Linked DNA regions of Rattus norvegicus: region 2 is linked to region 1. Evidence: chromatin contacts called from public Hi-C data. All regions are on one chromosome and are shown on one strand. Each heading gives the region's core, a stretch centred on a gene start, on an enhancer-like site or on the middle of the called end of the contact. The rest is flanking DNA. Distances are from core to core; before and after follow the strand shown.

The links. Hi-C and Micro-C count contacts between places; a contact is called where the count stands out from the background.
Region 2: a Hi-C map of the A7r5 cell line shows a contact between it and region 1, with 4 times the contacts expected there. The contact joins the promoter of Stat4 here to the enhancer-like site in region 1. A contact is called at or near these places in 10 of 12 Hi-C or Micro-C datasets (the A7r5 cell line, Schwann cells, frontal cortex and 5 more) and 1 of 1 datasets of contacts at active chromatin or transcription factors (oligodendrocytes).

What each region holds. Positions count from the first base shown.
Region 1 is chr9:56,964,282-56,969,636 of GRCr8, reverse strand. Stat4 (signal transducer and activator of transcription 4) reads left to right here. Exons shown (of 24, transcript NM_001012226.1): 20 at 1-20; 21 at 251-442; 22 at 3,002-3,068; 23 at 3,452-3,560; 24 at 4,732-5,020. The coding sequence ends at 4,758. Among named protein-coding and RNA genes, the nearest start is that of Stat1, 15 kb to the right of the region's middle. Within about 2 kb of position 1,401, at least 1 of the 93 cell types and tissues checked has an H3K27ac peak or open chromatin away from gene starts, as enhancers often do. A contact at or near this core is called in the A7r5 cell line, where this site is marked.
Region 2 is chr9:57,077,962-57,083,120 of GRCr8, reverse strand. Stat4 (signal transducer and activator of transcription 4) reads left to right here and starts at 2,598. Exons shown (of 24, transcript NM_001012226.1): 1 at 2,598-3,069.

The DNA of each region.
Region 1 (5,355 bases), core at 152-2,651:
GGTGGACCAATCTGAAAATGGTGCGTAGTCCAACTCACTCAATGGTTCGAATGTGAGTTGGTGCTGGTGGCCCATCACCAGATACCGTGAATTCTGAAAGCCCATGTTGCCACCCTCTGTCTCACTCACAGTCTGTACTGAGCAGACCCCAGAAGGCCAGACTTTTTAGTCATGGCGATAACTTGAGTAGGAAGGATGATTACATAGAATGTCTTTGGGAGTCTACATATTCCACTTTGTGTGCTTTCAGGAGAAGTGAGATTCCACTCCGTGGAACCCTACAACAAAGCGCGGCTATCAGCTCTGCCATTCGCTGACATTCTTCGAGACTACAAGGTTATCATGGCTGAAAACATCCCCGAAAACCCTCTGAAGTACCTCTACCCTGACATTCCCAAAGACAAAGCCTTTGGCAAACACTACAGCTCCCAGCCGTGCGAAGGTGATGCCAGTTGTATTTACTTTCCTCTTGAGATTTTGGGACATGATATCACGTCAGAGGAAATGAGTGACTTTCCTCCCTGATTACTTTGACCCTTGTGATATCCCAGGGTCATATGGAGGTTAGAGCCTTAGCACATCAAGTGCTATGCCAGTGCTTAGTAGAGTAACATTCACAGGGCAACTAGACTTCACCACAGCCAGATCAGTGCTCTTTAGCGCCTAGAGCCCATATTCCTTAAAACAGGAGTGATGGTCATCACTGCTCTTCTATGGCCAAGGGAAAGGAAGGCAGAGCTGACGAGTGCAAGCTTTCACAGCAGGTCTGTAACCTGCATTTAATAGAGTAACTTGAGAGCTGAAAGCTGTCAAGTCTGTCTATCTCTTCTATATATGTGTCTGTCTGTCTGTCTCTGTGTGTGTGTGTGTGTGTGTGTGTGTGTGTGTGTGTGTATGTGTGTGTAGGAGAGAGAAAGGGGGAGGGAGGGAGAAAGAGAGGAAAGAGAGAGAGAGAGAGAGAGAGAGAGAGAGAGAGAGAGAGAGAGACTGGAGATGGAACTCAGACTTTGATAAAAATGCTAGGCTAACTACCCAAAGACTATCCATGGACTGACCCTGGACTCTAACCTCATAGGTAACAATGAATAGCCTAGTAAGAGCACCAGTGGAAGGGGAAGCCCTTGGTCCTGCCAAGACTGAACCCCCACTGGATGTGATTGTTGGGGGGAGGGCGGTAATGGGGGGAGGATGGGGAGGGGAACACCCATAAAGAAAGGGAGGGGGAGGGGTTAGGGGGATGTTGACCTGGAAACTGGGAAGGGGAATAACAATCGAAATGTAAATAAGAAATACTCAAGTTAATAAAGATGAAAAAAATGCTAGCCTAGGCAAGTACTGTAACACTGAGTCATATGCCCCATCCGGCCTTACTGTAATCTTAACTCAAGGGTATGTGTTCTCTGCCAAAGAACAGACATAGGGATCTGTGTTTCTTTCTCCTTGACATTGCTTTTGCTAGGTTTATCCTAAGGGCCAGGAAGAGTAACTGTACAAATAGGCGTTCAGTAAACATGGAATACAAAAAAGAAAATTTGTAAAATTAGCTGTCTGAGTTAAGGGGGCTTATCAGTCTCTCGTGAAAGCACAGTTGGCCTCTCTTGCCACAGTTTTTGTATCTTATTCAGACAAAGATCAAAAATAGTTTTTAAAATTGCAACTGCGTTGAACATGTAAACCTTTTCTTTCTTCCATAAACAATACAGCATAGCAACTACTTAAACAATATTTACATTGAAGCAAGTATTGTAGGTAACCTGGAAATGATTTAAGAGATACAAAGAAGTATGCTTAGATTCAAAACAAATGCCGTACTATTGTACACAAAAGGTTTGAGCATTGTGGATTCACTCTCTGCCAGGGTTCCTAGAAGTCAGTCCCCAATGGCTACTAGGGGAGAGCAGTCTCTAAGGATCTTCGTCTGTAGTGAATAATCTCTTGGAACTGTACTGTGGGATAATCCTACAGCTATCACAGTGTGACTTGTTGCCACCTAACTTCAAAACAAATAACATACAATAGAAAACAAACACAATACAAAGACCTGGCCTCTCAATGATGCTCTGTGTCTAATAGAACAGAACATGAATGTTAAAATTGTATATGCACTAGACCAGCATGGTGTACTTGGGAAGGTCAAGGTTCACCCATTACGATGACTATGGTTCCTGTGGTGATCATGGTGTAATGCTACTTCAAGGAAGGCCTCAAAACCTCTTGTAGTAATAAGGTTATGGCTGCTGTTTCAATGAAAAGAGCCGTGTTCCTATGCGTGTCAGTCAAAGAGCAAAGCTTTGCTAGGCTAACAATTTGGAAGGCTTCAGTCTATGGAGGATGCTCCCATCACTTTTATGCCTTCAATGAGATATCTGAGACATCGTGGGATTATGTGACCCAGAAGCAGAGAAAAAAAGAGCCCATTGTCTCAATATTCTTAATAAATCACACACCCGATGACTTTCCTTCCTCCAGGTCCTATGTTTTTTGTTTTTGTTTTTGTTTTTGTTTTCAGACCTGGGGACTGAACCCAGGACTTTACGCTTGCTAGTCAAGCACTTTACCACTGAGCTAAATCCCCAACCCCCAGGTCCTCTGTTTTAAAGGTTCTACTACTCCCCAGGAGCCCACAGACCAACCAAACCCTTAAGACAAAGGAGGGACACTACAGCACTATAAATTCCCCCAATACACAAATGAATCAGATACTAATGCCAAACTTAAATGCAACATAAAGGGCAGATGAAGAAATACAGTCTCAATTATCAGACATTTTAGAGTCATTGATGGGCAAAGTGAGCTCAGCCTGCCAGGAATTTTGTTGTTTGTTTGCTCATGTTTGCCTGTGTGGTCATTTCGTCCATTCAACTAAAAGGTTTTGTGAATACCAAGACAACCATGCTATTTGTTTTCTTCTGAGCATTATGGATATTTCCTAGATGTTTTATTTCCAATTTTATCAATCAGTTGACATCTCCCCCCCACCAACTGTGCCTTTCTTTTTCAGTTTCAAGACCGACAGAACGGGGCGACAAGGGTTATGTCCCCTCTGTTTTTATACCCATTTCAACAATGTGAGTATCTGTAGTCACATGTAAAATATTTATTATTGAATTGCCTTTTTTCCAAAAAGCTTTCCTAAAAGAGATTTAAGGGCAGATTAGAGTATATCTAATGGAGGATAAAGCATTTTAAAAGCCCAATAAAGCATTTTATGTCTCATTTCTTTGAACACATAAAGCTAGTCTTCAGGGCACACTCTTCAGTCTATTAAGGCTGGAATTACAAAGCTGCCCTTTTATATGCAATATAATCTACAGCGGATTGAATGCAGTGATACCAAGTGATGAATTAGACAGCTCAGTGTCACGATGCACTAGACAGGTCCTGGACACAGCAAGTTAGCATGAGCTACAATGTTATAATCCTTGTACTATTTTCCTGTTATCTCTTTAAGCCGAAGTGATTCCACGGAGCCACAGTCTCCTTCAGACCTTCTCCCCATGTCACCAAGTGCATATGCTGTGCTGAGAGAAAACCTGAGCCCAACGACAATTGAGACTGCAGTATGTCCTCCCCCATCAATGGTGATGTAGGGTATTTGCAATGAGAAAACCTGAGCCCAACGACAATTGAGACTGCAGTATGTCCTCCCCCATCAATGGTGATGTAGGGTATTTGCAATGACATTCGAATCACAGGGGCAGCAGCATGGCCCAGGCAAGGAGAGAGCATGGTCACCAGCACCAACTCAAAAGCTGCCCTGTGCAGCGCATGCTGCAGAGTGTGCAGATGCCGAGACAAAACACCTTAGCTTGTTAGACCTGCTTTAGGGTGCTTACCCAATCCAGAGGGCCAAAGGTCCCTATACTTCTCTCCCTGGTGCAGCCATGAGCCACACCACTCCCTAACTCTTTCCGTTTTAGCCAAGGACACACACAGCCAAGACTTACAAGCCTACTTTAAGTTCAGGCTCTACAAGTTCCAACTTTTCTTGATTGTTATATGGCCAGTTGTTGTGGCTTTTCCGTTGAGAACATGAAGAACAATAGCAGCACAGTGTTTTTTTGTTCTTTTAAGATTCAAGTCACAATCTAATATATAGGTATATATCATACATACATTATAATACATTATAACATTATAATATATATGTTACTTTGGATGTGTTCTCTTTGTTTCCATCCCCCAATGCTGTCAAAGAGTTCAACATCCCCAATTTGCATAAGGTAGACATATATCAGAATCCTTTAGAGGGATCTGGATGCCCAGGAGACTGGCACCTGGCTATAGGTCACATGATCTTCAGTTCTTCAAGGTTCCAGGGGATGGAAAAATCCATGCTTGTCTTGGATGGCTTAACCCATGCTGGCTATCTTTAATTCACCAAGTCATTTATATGTAACTGGACTTTTGCTACATTTTGCGTCCATATTTCATATTATTATTTTTAGTGTGATGAATGCTTTTTTTTTATTAGTGTATGTGTTTGTGTCTTGTGCTTTTTCTTACTGAGCCATTTTTTCTGCCCTGTGAGTGGACTTCTTAACATAGCTTTTAATCTACTTAAATCATGCCTTTTTTCAGGCTATCAACCCTAATTATTTTAATGAACCCTTAATTAATTGGTAGAAATATTACAGATTGTTTAGTAGACAAAGGAGTGTTGACTCTATCAAAACAGTAATTTATCTGCAAAACAGTTTCCTTAACAATCATTTCCGTTTTCATTTTTAGATGAATTCCCCGTATTCTGCTGAATGATAAATCAACTCTTCAAAGAAGGAAGCAGAGGAAACTAGAGACTGTTCTTTACCATAGATCACAATTTATTTCTTCAGCTTTGTAAATACCGGTTTCTAGAAAATGATAGGAAGTTCGAAGCTCTCTTCTCACTTGGTGCCACTCCCAGCCTGGAGTGCTGTGATTAAAATGCTAAAGGAAACAAGCTCCAGATAAACTTGCAAGAAAAGACAGCTTTAAGAAACCAGTGTTGGTAACAATATAACAGAGGACTCCTTCTAAAGCATTTGTTTCTGGTTTTATTTCTCAGGTGTTATTTATGACTTTGGCTCTGAAAGCTATGTTAACATTTCAGGGTGGGTCCACAATTCATAATCATGCCTGCATTACTTGAAGCCACAGGAAGATTTAGTGGAACACCCAGATAAGAATCTTGAAAGTAGATCTAAGATGAGAGAAGGATGGGGCACGATCATCGGTGATTCACAGGGCCACAGGGATGAATCATGAAGCCTCCAGATCGCCAGGCCGATCTCATTACATCTGTAATGCTCACAGCTCCTGGGATGGGCTTCTCGGTAGGAAAAGGATTCAGAGTCATCCCCGTGTGCTGGGAAA
Region 2 (5,159 bases), core at 1,349-3,848, 110 kb before region 1:
GAAACTCTTATTCCTCATCATGAGCTCCACAGCCCCCAACATGTAAGAGGTCCATAGAGAAGCTACCAGATGCCAGTTTCTTCCATTATATGGGAACCAGCATTCAGAGTGTCTGCATAATTCGGTGCATAAATGATTTCCAAATGATTAACACACACATGGATAAGAGTTCTACTCAAAATGCAAGATAAAAAGGGCTGAAGTAATCCAGTGACTGAGTTCCTGCCTAAACCCTAACCCCTCAAGGAAAAGCCACATAAAGCAAAAGGCAAGTCAGACCGATAGGTTTGCTGAACCCATATTTATAAAGGGTTTGATATGGCCTCAGGTTCTACAAAGCAGTTGATTCCTAAGGACCTACCACTTACTGAGTGTGTGGTTTCAAACGATAACTTGGTTAGCCAAAAAGCTACCCATGATAACTCTTTCCATTTCCACTGCGTAGCGATGTAAGTCTGGACTTTCTTCAAATACCTCAAGCAAAATGGTATTTTACAACATATGAAAAGCTGGAGCAGATATGAGGATCCAGTTGTATTCTCTCAACAGATATTAAAGAGACTTAAAGTAACTCAGGTCTGGAGAGGTGGTACAGGCCTGTAATCCCAGCCTTTGGAGATGGAGGCTGGAGGACCAGGAGTTCGAGGTCATATTATATAAAGAGTTTGAGGCTGGCCTTCAAACCCTGTCTCAAAACAAAGCCATTCTCACAGTACTTTTATGCCAGTAGATATTTTTGTTATTCATAAAATATGTTCAGTTTAACATATAATGGGCATATTACTGGAAACACAAATAGCTTATCTCAGATTTGAATTTTAATAGAGCGAATAATTGCAAAATTGTAATACACAAACATGGAGGTCCTCAACAATTTTTAAAAAGCATTGAGGTGTCTCAGGATCTGTTTGAGAAGTAGAAGTATCTTAAGGAGAAAGACAGCACACCCCTGTTTTTGTACAGCAGGCACTCCAACAGTTAAATATAGTGATAAAGACACAAAAACCAATGCAATTAAGACTCTAAGGCAGGAAGTAAAAGTGTCAAGTAGTGGCCTCCACCTTTGCTGTCCAGGATGGCAGACACTAGCCACCAGGGACTTTTAAACACCGGAAAGAAACCCAGTGTCAACTGAGAACTGTAAACACCACTTATACATGAGAATCTAGGTGTTCAATATGAAGGAATACAAAGTATCTTAGGTAGTAATTTAAATTTTTTCATTGATTATCTAGAAATATTAATATTTTGTAGATATTAGGTTATTTGTGCTATTGATGCTAATTTCACCCATTTTTTTCCACTTTAAATGTGGCTGGGTCTAGGGAAATGGTTCAGTGGGTAAAGCATTTAAATGGATTTAGTTGAATTTGGATCTCGATGATTCATGGAAAGTCGGCTGTTATAGTAAGATAGGAGACAGGAGAATCCCCAGGAAGCTTTCCGACAGCCCAGGCTGCCTAACTCAGTGTCAACAGGAGGGCAAGGGCTGACACTGGACATTGTTCTCTGATCTCCACTTGCGATCTCTGGCATGCCAGCGTTCACACATCCTCTGCTCGCAGACCCATATCCACACACATATTGAAAGAGAGGGGGCAGGGAGGCTGAAGAGACAGGCAGAGATGAAAATAAAAACATGAGGGGGCTCAGAAAATCTAAGGAGTGTGTTCTGTTTCTCCAAGACAGTTTGGTCAAGAAGAGTAAAAGAAATTCAAAGTAAAAAATCTACTGTGGGTTTGGGGCCCTGTTGCCATCTTCACAAAGGCTAGGATTTCACTGTGAGTAACGCCTTAGATGCAGTGAGGGAAACGTCAGGAGAGAGTAATGACAGTGCCCAGACTTATCGAGTCACAGCCCCAGTTCCTGGGAGGGAGAAAAGTTTCCTGGGTAGGTTTCGGCTGAACTAATCTGAACTTTGGATGCTTTGTAGATTATGGCCATGTAGGCATGTAAGCAGCTGACTTATAGAAGACAACTGGAGCTCTCCAGCAGTTTATGGGTCACCCGAAGTAGGACTTCCTTCATGTGGGAACCTAGCAACAGACACGTTTAGAAGGTTTCCTGTGGTCAAGCAGTCAGGATAGGGCCTCTGAGCTGTGAATGCGTAGTGATAAAGTTGACCACAATGCTGGTTGACTCTTGGTGGGGTCTGAATGACATCGTTGTCACCTGGAAGAGAAGGTCTAGGTGACACACCTGTGTGATGGCTGGTCATTGTAAGTATGATACAGGCTTTGCCTAGGTATACCACCCTAAACACATGTGTATCCAGACTGCTGATGCTTTCCACCCGTCTGATTTATTTTGTTAAACTCTTGTAGAAGTTTTTTCTTCCTGCTCAAGGCATTAATATCTAAGGGAATCCACTGAAAGTCCGGTGATCCCTGAGTGAAGACTGCTTTGTCCAGGGCTATGTCTCTAAGTAACTTTGCTCACCTGCCTGTCCTCAATGTCTCCAGAAAGTGAGATTTAGAACCAAAAGGAGCCAAGGCTCCACCCAGCTCTGTGATTCTAGAACAGGCCCATGTCATAAAGAGGGAGGCACACACACTCCAGGTACCAGGACAAGGCTACTTAGAGTAGGAGAAAGCTATCCGGAAAGGGCAGACACTGGGAACCTTCACAGGAGTTGGCCCAAACCTGAGTAAGGCTGTCCTCTCATAAGAGAGCAGACCCTGCTGGAGGTTGGTGTGTTGATCCTGGTTCCCTGGTCTCTCTTTCCAGAAAAAGTGGGGTTGTGTCTGAGGAAAACAGGGATTCTAGTCCTTCAGTGTGTACGCTTTACTCTGCACTCTTGGGCCATCTGCATTTATAAGAGTGGTTACTAGGGATGGGGGCGGTGCTCTGCAAAGGGGGATCCAGCTGCCTTTGTAAAGCGTTTCTAGAATAGAGTGGGTAGGAACTGACTAAAGTCCCAGGGACTCAAACACTGACGCACAGGAAAGCCTCAAGTGGGTGGAGAAATGCAAATCCCCTAGTGGCATGGCGTCAGCAGCTGTGGACCCTGAAGGCCGATTCTGACTTTGGACTTGAGCAGTGCCACTGCCTGGACGGAGAGAGAGCCAGGTAAGCAAGCCAGGCAGCCCTCATCTGGGTGTGGCCTCTCCACAGGAGGAAACACTCAGGCAGGTAGCTTGGGGCTTCTTTCTACAATTGGTAATGTGTGGCTTCGTTTTAATAGACTGGGAAGGAAGGGTTGCCTATAAAAAGAAGGGTCCTACTCCTTACACTCAAAGCACTCAGAATAAAACAGCCTTCCAAAGATTTAAATGGAGATCTGGCTCCGGATCTTCCCTGAAGGAGGGAGAAGTCGAGGCATCACCTTGAAGCTGAGGGATGGGTTGGGGGCTGTGCTGCTGCGGGAGGTGTGTCAGCTAAGGGCTGGAAGACCGCCCTAATTCTCTTTAGCCAGCGGAGAGCTTTGATGTTTGGTCCGAAATTGGCATATGTGGGTTTCAGAGAAACAACACCCAGCTAGGGTAGCTGGTGATTGTGGCTTTGAGAAGTGTGAGTGATGGTACGTAGGGTAGGTCGTCCCTTTGCAAAGAGGTCAAAGAGTCAACAGCACTGCTGGCTCCTGGTAGATGGACCGCAATGCCTGGAGGGAGCAGGCAGGTATCCAGGTTTTAGATGGAAAGCTCTTGTCCTGAGCCCCTAGAATGTGAAAAGAGAGACACCCCACTGGAGGTCTGAACACCAAACAACAGCAACGACAACACCAAAACAAAACAACCCCCCCCCCAATCCACTTAACTTAATTTCTTAAGGTTTTAGAAAAGTAATTTTAAAAGAAACTTATCAGATCTACCCTCATCCGCTACCCTCCGAATCTTCCCCTCTCTCCCTAGGGTATTTATTCCCTCTAAACTTTATGTGCGGGTTTGTTTGTTTCGAAGCCACGGGGTTCACCTAGTGCTGCCTGCACGTGCCTGGGTGATGACATAGGATTGGAGCATAGGTAGCTTTAGGGATGCAGACCCTGAAGAAAACTCACTCTCCCTCCCTCCAACCACCAATTGTCAATAGCTCCTCAGCCAGGGGTGGGACTTCCTGAGCTCCCAGTGAGGTCTGAAAGTTTTTCTCTTCAGGGCCTGCCAAGGGAGAAGAGGGTCCTTCTGCACCTTGCTTCAGCCTTGGTTTTCGAGAGTGACTTATCTGAGTGATTTAACTGTAAGATAAGCAAAATAGACCCGCATCAAATAATGAAAAAGATTTAACAATAGAAACAGCGAAAGTGGCCACACTGTCTTCAGCTCCTGCCCCCCTGATGCCAATCTTTGCTGCTGGTAGGAGAAGAGAATGCTCTCGTTCTGTCACCAGACCTGGGAAGTTTGTCAGAGCTCCACATTGCGGGCAAGAGTCACAATCCCTCTTTGGTGCTTGGTTGTTTGTAAAGCCTGAGGGGCTGGCTATTCAGGGGCCCACCAGGAGGCCCAAATAAGCTTCCTTAAACATTTACTGAGCACTCACAGCATACCTGCAAGAGCGAGCCTGAAGGGCTCCTGGACATAAAGTCAAGTTCAAGATAGCTTCTCTCCCTAGCTACATTTTCCTAAGTGAAACAACTTATTATTTTATTTATTGATTGATTTATATTTATTTATTTGGTATAGTTTATAACATTTAGTGGAAGCTCAAGGAAAAGGTGTTTTAAAACGTTCCCACTGAAATCTGAAAACTCAATTTCTTCTATAAGAAAAGGAAAATGTCATACCTCCAAGACGTATTGAAACATTGTGGTGAACGTTTTTCCCTTGACTTAGTATTACTAACCAAGAAGTCTGCATTCCAAAAGAGCAGAGACAATAACTTAGTAACTTCAGGGGAGTTAAGCCATAAGATTTTTCTATGCTAGAAAGTACACCTACAGCATCTATGCTGGCCAGAGTGGGAGAATATATTTTATACTAGAGGGACACACTGGTCTCTGTGTGTTTGTTATAAAAATGGGATAGTTTAATTCTACTTTAGTTAACCTGAGGGCTCAATCACTGTCAATCACTGTCAGATACAAGGTGACTTTGTATCTATAAAAGCTTCACCCAACCATGGATCACTAGAGAAAAATAAAAATGTATGTTGGTTTAGAAATATTTTGCACTGATCCGACTCAAATGTGGGAGTGCACGCGTGCAGTGCTTCAGGAAGCTGCCACA